Regions from separate parts of the Mus musculus genome. Here region 2 is linked to region 1. Evidence: chromatin contacts called from public capture Hi-C data. All regions are on one chromosome and are shown on one strand. Each heading gives the region's core, a stretch centred on a gene start, on an enhancer-like site or on the middle of the called end of the contact. The rest is flanking DNA. Distances are from core to core; before and after follow the strand shown.

Evidence for each region. Capture Hi-C pulls out chosen DNA fragments and counts their contacts.
Region 2: a capture Hi-C map of embryonic stem cells shows a contact between it and region 1, with 4 times the contacts expected there. The contact joins two enhancer-like sites. A contact is called at or near these places in 1 of 39 promoter capture datasets (cranial neural crest), 4 of 115 datasets of contacts at active chromatin or transcription factors (embryonic stem cells and trophoblast stem cells) and 1 of 9 other capture datasets (embryonic stem cells).

What each region holds. Positions count from the first base shown.
Region 1 is chr14:99,783,655-99,788,379 of GRCm38.p6, forward strand. No RefSeq gene overlaps it. Among named protein-coding and RNA genes, the nearest start is that of Gm22970, 12 kb to the left of the region's middle. Within about 2 kb of position 2,852, at least 16 of the 459 cell types and tissues checked have an H3K27ac peak or open chromatin away from gene starts, as enhancers often do. A contact at or near this core is called in embryonic stem cells, where this site is marked.
Region 2 is chr14:99,337,947-99,342,464 of GRCm38.p6, forward strand. No RefSeq gene overlaps it. Among named protein-coding and RNA genes, the nearest start is that of Klf5, 42 kb to the left of the region's middle. Within about 2 kb of position 2,320, at least 18 of the 459 cell types and tissues checked have an H3K27ac peak or open chromatin away from gene starts, as enhancers often do. A contact at or near this core is called in embryonic stem cells, where this site is marked.

The DNA.
Region 1 (4,725 bases), core at 1,602-4,101:
TGGTATTTCCAATGGGATTTTCAGAACACACACACACACCTCTGTACAGTAAATACATTCTTATGCATTTACACATATGGGCAAACAATGCAGAGTAGCCATGTGTGCACAACATATTTTGCATAGCTGTCCAGTGGAACTATGGACACCTGAGGTTTTTTGGTTGGACCCAGAGTACTTGGTGTTCTTGTACTTTTCTGGAAGAATGTTGACGTGAACTTTGGCTTGTTTGTCAAATACTCTGGTCAAGTAAGGTAGGAGTGAAGGGCTCTTGCCTTGCCCAGGCTGAGGCCTATTAAGGAAGTTAAAGATTTAGTGCAAGCTAAAAGAGAGGATCTGGGAGCTGGCCCTGGGAATCAAAGTGTCACATAGCTGTTGAAACTGTGATGTCTTGTATGGCATGTTGATTAGCTTCCTCAAATAGTTTGTAAAACGGTGGGCATAATTACTTAGAGTTATATGGTGGTGATGGGCTCACAGAATAAGGCACGTTGGGTATGCAGTCCTAGGATACTCAGACGGGGTTTCAGCCATTCTTGGCTATGTGAAGAAGTGAGAAGTGGTGGCGGCCTTATACAAGACATGGCTACAAAGAAGAGTTAGTAGCTTTGCTTACCTACCCCACACAGCAGAGGGATCATTGAAGAGGAGCAGAGAACGTGGCCTCTCTCAGCTGGGGAGATGGCTCAGCTGGTAAACACACTTGTGGTGTAAGTACAGAACCCAAGTCCCCCCCACCTATAAGTGGTTGGCTCATGTGTATTGCCAATGATATGAAGGCAGATATGCTACACTTGGAATCTTTTTCTGCCTTTTAGGCACACATGTGCCTGAATGCCCCACCCCCACATGCATGCATACACAATCACTGACACACTTACACACACATGATTTTTTCTTTTAAGTGGTTCCCATGAGGACCTTTTTCTCCCACAGCTCTTGGGGAAGTTAGTCTATTTTTTACTAATCATAAATGTGGAAGCACATAAAATTTACAAGTCATTAGTGGGATCTCTAGGTAAGGCAGATGGCTCAGCGGGTGAAGGGACTTGCCACCCAAGCCTGAGAACCCAGGTTTAACCCCAGAAACCCACATTAAGGTGGAAAGGCAAGAAATGATTTCTGAAAGTTATCCTCTGACCTCCACAAGAGCATTGTGGCAAATGTGCCCCCTACCCCATCACACACACACACACTAATAATATTAAGCAAATAAAATACATTTCTTTAGTTAATGGATTTAAAAACTGAGAAACCTCACATTAGAGGTTTGTTTGGCAGACTGCCCACGGTCGTGGTCTCTTCTCAGTCTTGAGAAAAATGTTATAGATTGCAAGGCAGTGGCAGAACTGGGCACTGAGCAATCCTCTGGTGTACTGACCTAACGCTACACCCAGCAGAGCGCCACTGCATCGTTTGCCTCTCCTCTAGTTTTGAAGTGTAAACTAGAAAACTGTTGAGTTTGAAGGGTTTGTTTTGAAGAAATTGCTAGAACCTGGGCAAAAAACTTTAAACAACAATCTTAAAACAAAATGAAAGACAGTGTGTATCCCATTTTTTTTTCTTACAGTTGTCATGGAAACTTTTTTAAAAGACCAGCATGCATAGCAGAGTGCTCTGCTAACTAACAGGTCATACTGAATTTCTGAATGTCCAGTATTGTGAAATCCACCTGCTTGAACGACCTGCTGTGTTAGTGAACTTTGCTCTTAGGTATAGCAGCAAGTCTTCAGTTATACCGAATTTCCTTCTCAAATGTACGCATGCGCTGTATTCGTCTTCTCTTTGTGCACCCCAAGTTGTTGGCCATGCTCTCAAACACATTCTTTTCAAATTCACATTTTTTTTTGGTTATTTTTAATTGAAAACAAAAAAACTTTTTCATTACATTATATTCTGAACACTAATTCCCCCTCCCCAACTCCTCCCAGATCCACCCATCCAATCCCATATTCTCTCTCTCTCTCTCTCTCTCTCACTCTCAAACAAAAAAAAAACCAAATTGGAAGCTAATTTCAATTGCAACTGTATACGAAGATAGAAATACTCCTTGATTATAGTCTAACCAGTTGGCAGATCTCTCCATATTCTTTTTGTATTGAATGGCTTTTGACTCACCAGCTGACTTTTAGAAAGAGAAGTCCGGGAACAAGAGAAAAATTCTTTTTTCTGTCCCTTAATTACACAATCAGTGAAGAATCCGAATCAAATCTAAAATGTTTTTGTAAGTATTGCTGTCAGGAAGCACTTTAGTTAAATAATCCCTGTCTGAGTTTTATGAGAAATAAAGACGCTAGAAAGAACAGGGTTGTTGTTGTTGTTTTAGCATTCTTGCTTGGATTTGTTAAGTTTTTGTCTTCTATGATTCTCCCTTATTCTTCAGAGCTAATCACCAACGACAAATATGTTCTATAAAGAATTTTTTTTTTATCAAAAGTAAAAAGATATAGTCATTTTCATGCAAGTTCCATGTTCAATTTCCTTTTACACACCCTGTAATAAATTGCAAATCATGTGTGGAATGAAGCAAGACTCGACACAAATGGTCTCTCTTGACACTTTACTCCTCAATGATCAAAGACGGGAAAAGCAATGCTGTTCATCTGCTCCGATTTTAAATAGTTGTAAAAGTGCGATGTGGTTGTGAGATACAGAAGAGTAGTATGCAGACGTGTTTTACAATCCTTGTAAGTAGAGAGGCCAGCGATGGCTGCCAGAGTAAGGGGAAACTTCATTCCCTAGAGCTTTCCCCTTATTTTCTCCCCTTATTTTCCCTCTATTTCCTGTGCTGTGTTAAGCTTCAACCTGAGGTGAAGGCTAACTTAGCTTATTTAACATATCAAAGGTGGCCTAGCCTCCAGGTTCTCCCAGCTTCCCTCTGTCCCTTTCTGTGACAGGGTAGGGGCTGGTCCTCTACCCAGAACTCTCCAGCCCAGAGGGCTGGGCTGGGCTGATCTTCCCTATACAATCCAGGCATTTTGCATACCAACATCTTTTGCATCTTTGGCCTCCTGGATGCATCCCCTGGCTCCCCTCTCCCCTTGCCTCACATGACTGTTCAGGACTCTTCCAGATGTCCCTGCCTCAGGTTCCAATCTCCCAGTCCGATCTACCAAAAAATAAAAAATAGAAAATAAAAAACCCTTTCTCCTCCCCCAAACCTAGGTTCAGTCAGTCGAGTCCTTCCCTGTTTGTTTATTTTTTTCTGTTGTTGGTTGTTTTTTTTTTTTTTCATTCATGTTGGACACAACATCTCTTTTTGTCACTAATTGGAAAATTTATACTTCTTAGAAAGTAGGAAATGAGGCTTTTCCCTACTTTCTCCGCTATAAGTTTCAGTGTCTCTGGTTTTATGTGGAGTTCCTTAATCCCTTAGATTTGACCTTAGTACAAGGAGATAGAAATGGGTCAATTCACATTCTTCTACATGATAACTGCCAGTTGTGCCAGCACCATTTGTTGAAAATGCTGTCTTTTTTCCACTGGATGGTTTTAGCTCCCTTGTCAAAGATCAAGTGACCATAGGTGTGTGGGTTCATCTCTGGGTCTTCAATTCTGTTCCATTGGTCTACTTGTCTGTCACTATACCAGTACCATACAGTTTTTATCACAATTGCTCTGTAGTACAGTTTTAGGTCCGGCATGGTGATTCTGGGAACAAAACACCCATGGAAGGAGTTACAGAGACAAAATTTGGAGTTGTGACAAAAAGATGGACCATCTAGTGATTGCCATATGCAGGGATCCATCCCATAATCAGCTTCCAAACGCTGACACCATTGCACACACTAGCAAAATTTTGCTGAAAGGACCCAGATATAGCTCTCTCTTGTGAGACTATGCCGGGGCTTAGCAAATACAGAAGTGGATGATCACAGTCAGCTATTGGATGGGTCACACGGCCCCCAATGCAGGAGCTAGAGATATTACCCAAGGAGCTAAAGGGAACTGCAACCCTATAGGTGGAATAACATTATGAACTAACCAGTACCCCGGAGCTCTTGACTCTAGCTGCATATGCATCAAAAGATGGCCTAGTCGGTCATCACTGCAAAGAGAGGCCATTGGACTTGCCAACTTTAGATGCCCCAGTACAGGGAAACGCCAGGGCCAAAAAGGGGGAGTGGGTGGGTAGGGGATTGGGGGGGTGGATATGGGGGACCTTTGAGATAGCATTGAAAATGTAAACGAGGAAAACACCTAATTAAAAAAAAATTAAAAAAAAAAAAGAAAGTAGGAAATGAAGTGATCACACTCAACTGTCAAGGAAGGAGACATGGTGCCACTGAAGTGAGGAGTGTTGTCAAGGAAATGTACAATAAGATCCCTGGTCATTTCTAAGACTTGGTACGACCGTATAGCAGACTTGATGTAGAGCTAAATGTGTCTCAGGCCATATGCTTGTGTAATCAGGCACATGAGTGTTTTCTGAGATAGCTATAACATGAAGATCGGGACTTCACAGGATTCCTAGATGTCTATATGTAAACTGTTCCTTTAATGAGCGTGTGCACCAAAATTGAGATGTGTAACAAAAAAATTCACAAAGCAAAATTTAAAATAATTTCAGTTATTTAAAAAAATGGTTGCTTGCCTGCTGTTTTTCTCTTATTAGCCCATAGAACTCAAAAATGTTATGCTGCCATGTAGTTCATACTGCTATGAAAAAGTACACACGACTAAAATAAATACAGGTCTACCTTAATGATGAGTGCTATGCAGGGA
Region 2 (4,518 bases), core at 1,070-3,569, 450 kb before region 1:
CCTCAGCCTCCCAAGTGCTAGGATTATCGTCCCTGGCTTTTTTAGAGAAGGAAAGAATCTCAAATGAAAAAGAAATTGTTTTGGGGCAGAGACTGAAGGAATGACCATCCAGAGACTGCCCCACCTGTGGATCCATCTCATAAACAACCACCAAACCCAGACACTATTGTAGATGCCAACAAGAGCTTGCTGACAGGTGGCTGATAAAGCTGTCTCCTGAGAGGCAGAAGTGGATGCCCACAGCCATCCATTAAACTGAGCACAGAGTCCCCAATGAAGGAGCTAGAGAAAGTACCCAAGGAGCTGAAGGGGTTTGCAACCCATAGGGGGAACAACAATACGAACTAACCAGTACCCCCAGAGCTCCCTGGGACGAAACCACCAATCAAAGAAAACATATGGTAGAACTTGTGGCTCTAGCTGCATATGTAGCAGAGGATGGCCTAGTTGGTCATCAATGGGAGGAGAGGCTCTTGGTCCTGTTAAGGTTCTATGCCCCAGTGTAGGGGAATGCCAGGGCCAGGAAGCAGGAGTGGGTGGGTTGGGGAACAGGTTGAAGCAGGGAGGGGATAGGGGGGTTTTCGGAGGGGAAACTAGGAAACGGGATAACATCTGAAATGTAAATAAAGAAGATATCTAGAAAGAAAGAAGAAAGAAAGAAAGAAAGAAAGGAAGGAAGGAAGGAAGGAAGAAAGAGAGAGAGAAAGAAAAAAAAGAAATTGTTGCTGGGCAGTGGTGGCACACACCTTTTAATCCCAGCACTTGGGAGGCAGAGGCAGGCAGATTTCTGAGTTCGAGGCCAGCCTGGTCTACAGAGTGAGTTCCAGGACAGCCAGGGCTACACAGAGAAACCCTGTCTCCAAAAACCAACCAACCAAACAAACAAACAAAAAAATTGTTATTATTGTATGTACATGTATGTGTGTGTATGATGTGTGTGCACACAAGAATGCATGTATGAACAAGGCTTTGCACACATGTGGATTTCAGATAACCTTGTGAAGTTGTTTCTGAAACTCTGCTGCCTTTCCTGGCTTCTGGAGGTGGAATTCAGATCATCAGACTTGCCTAGAAGGACCCAGTGAGCCATCTTAGTGGCCCCAAATGGTACTGTCTCATGCACATTTAAAAAGGGCAAATTAACCACCCCCCACCCCACCCCCACCCGACGAGACAATGATATGTAAGGCAGTTTCGGAATTAAAAGGAGCATGAGGGATGACAACTTCCAGATCCCAAGGATGCAACAGGCAGGGAATCTTCTCGGCTCTTCTGTGGACACTCTACGCCCTTCCTCTGTAGGTACACTGATGGATGGGCGGTGTGGCTAGCGACAAAATGGCAGAGTGTCTAATTATTAATTGAGTCACAGGCTTCGAATTCTTCCCCCCCTTGCCTGTTTCCTTGGAGACAGTTCCCTGTCATTTTCTTGAATTACATTAATATTAAACTGCATGTTTGAATCAGAAAGAATGCAAAGTGTCTGAAGAGTAATATTTATATCTTCCATGTGACATTTTCATCACATGGATAAATGCTTAAAAGGTCCCTGAGAATGGAAAAATAAGGAAGCGAGGAGTTCAGAAATAAAGTATAGAACTCGTTCGACTGGTTTCTGTGTAAAACTCAGTGGATTATAGCTCTTTGTTTTAAATCGTCAGAACAGCAATGATTCAATATCAGATTCCTTCGAGTCCCAGGTTCCTGCAGGAAAGTTTTGATGAGAGCATTGTGTTTATGAAGGGGTGCTTCCCACACAGTCTTCCTTCAATCTGTTGTTTGCTTCGCGTCTGCTTTTCTTATTACCTGACAGTTATTGAAAGGTTAGATGGCATTGACTTTCTCGGAAGAGTTATTTTTTTATATTGTAAATCAACCTTTTCTTTTTCTCTTAACATCACAAAGAAGCAGGAACAGTGTGGTTCCTTCAAAGCTGGTGTCAGGGGATGTGGCTTGCATTTTGACTCTGACATGTGACTTTGGGTAAATCGAGGAACCCAAGTGTCTCAGTCTCCCCTGCTGCATAATGGGGATAATAATGTCTCTCCTTCCACCTACTTCAACTTCACAGGGTGGTGCGTTTTCAGTTTAAAGAACTAATTAGTTAATGTTTGTGAACCTCTTTGATAAAACACAAAGCGCCATTATTTATGACAGTAATAATAGTGTCTTGGATAAGTAGGTTTCCTTTCATCCGAAGATTCCAAAGTACTTTACTACTGGGATTGCAACTTTACAGAGGGTTACTGTGCTGTGGCTGGCTCTGGGTTTTCTCGGGGAGAGTAATTAAGTCTCCTACCTACTTCTTTCATCATTTGCATAAACTTCACAAGACAAAAGAGTAGCTCCCTACCGAGATCTGGGAAAAGCTTAGCAGGGGTTCTGTGTCCCTTATCTTTACTTCCAACAGGTCTCAGGGTGAGGAATGTGGAAGGTCAGTATTTTCAATCCCCCCCCCCCCTTGACCAGAACAAGTCCCAGTGACTTTGAGATGTCATTGTTTCCAATTCCCTGAACTTCTCTGTGGTAGTTGGGTGGTGCTTGGAATATTGAGACAACAGGCAAATTAGATTCAACTAAATATGTTCCGAGTGTGGGTTACTGGAGTGTATCTGTCACATACAACTTCTGTGATCTCTCTTGGCAATCTGGTTAGGTTTGCAGTTACTAGGAAGAGAGAGGACCTAAGTGGCTATGTCACAGGCGTATCTATTAAGAAGGAAAGTGCATTATATGGTACCCCTACCCTCAGGTTATTTACCATCTATTTGAGGAGACAAAACTCAGCCACAGGAACCAGTAACAGAGGATGGAAGGCAACATTTAATTAAAGGCAAATTGTGATCAGACCCCAGGACATTGAAAGAAGAGCGATGGTTATGGGTCCAGATGGTTCAGAAAGCTTCATCCAAAGGGTCAAGAGAATGTTTCCTGAAGGAACATTCCAGAGGACCATGTGCTCATGTTAGGATGTGGGGTGGGGGAAAACTCAGCAGAAAGAGGGGAGCTTTGGTGATCCAGGCAGAGATGAGGAAGTTCCTACAGCATAGGGACTTTTGTAAGCAGCCTGAGGAGTTTAGACTTAATTTAATTAGCTTTAAAAAAAGAAATCATTATTATGAAGTCTTAAGTACCCAGGGACATAATGGAAGCAGTACTCTGAAATCAGTCCTTGGCAATTACACACAGGAATCTCCGAAGCAGGAAGGAGGCCTGGCTGGAATCGGATCCAGTAATCCAGAGGTAGTGGAGATCTCTCCAGAAGGCTTGTGGTGGAAATAGTAAGGATGGAGGTTTTTTTGTTTTTTGTTTTTTTTTTTTGACAGGGTTTCTCTGTCAAGTCCTGGCTGTCCTGGAACTCACTCTGTAGACTAGGCTGGCCTCGAACTCAGAAATCCCCCTGCCACTGCCTCCCAAGTGCTGGAATTAAAAGGCATGTGCTACCACTGCCCGGCAAGAATAGAGCTCTTACTGTGTGTTGGAACTTATTTCATCAGGCATCTACACAGGCGATATCAACCTCAGCTTGTGTGAAGGCCGATTTTCTCCTGTGCAAACTGGCTGAGGCTGCTGTTCCTGTTTTGTTTGTTTCTTTTTTCTTTTTAAATAAGATTTATTTATTTATTTTATGTATTTACCATTGCTCTTTTCAGACACACCAGAAGAGAGCATCAGACTCCATTCCAGATGGTTGTGAGCCACCATGTGGTTGCTGGGAATTGAACTCAGGACCTCTGGAAGAGCAGTCAGTGCTCTTAACCACTGAGCCATCTCTACAGACCTCATTTTTGGTTTTTTGAGATAGGGTGTCTTTGTGTAGCCTTGGTTGTCTTAGAACTAGCTCTACAGACCAGGCTGGCCTCAACTCACAGATATCTGCCTGCCTCTGCCTCCCCACGTACTGGGTTTAGCCAACAGAGATGGCATGTTAGAGTCAGGTCTGAGCAGTAGAAATCTTAAGCTACCATTTAAATTTGATTTTTTTTTTTTTTTGAGACAAGTCTTACTATGTAGCCCAGGCCAGCCCAGGACACATGATCCTTCTGCCTCAGTCTCCTAAGCACTGATAGATGCTTATCATGATGACATTCAGCTAAATTATATTAATTTTTTATTAGATTTACTATGATTATGGGTGTGTCATGCATGATATATGTAGGAAGACTGTATTTGTGTGGAGGTCAGAGGGCACATTTGTGGAGTCAGTTCTCTGGGGATTCAACTCAGGTCTCTAGGCCTTCTGAGCAATTACGTGCTGACTTATCTCATTGAACCTGATTCTTCTCTCTCTCTCTCTCTCTCTCTCTCTCTCTCTCTCTCTCTCTCTCTCTCTCTCTCTCTTCTTTGAGACATGGGTCCTTGTATCTCTGGTCTCACATTCCCTTTGTGTGGTCAATGACACTGAACTGATCCTTCTGTTTCCACTTTCCAAGGGCTGCGATTGCAAATGTGTGTGTCCATGCCTGACTAGATCCTTGATTAATACAGGTGATCAGAGGACAGCTCTGCTGTCCAGTT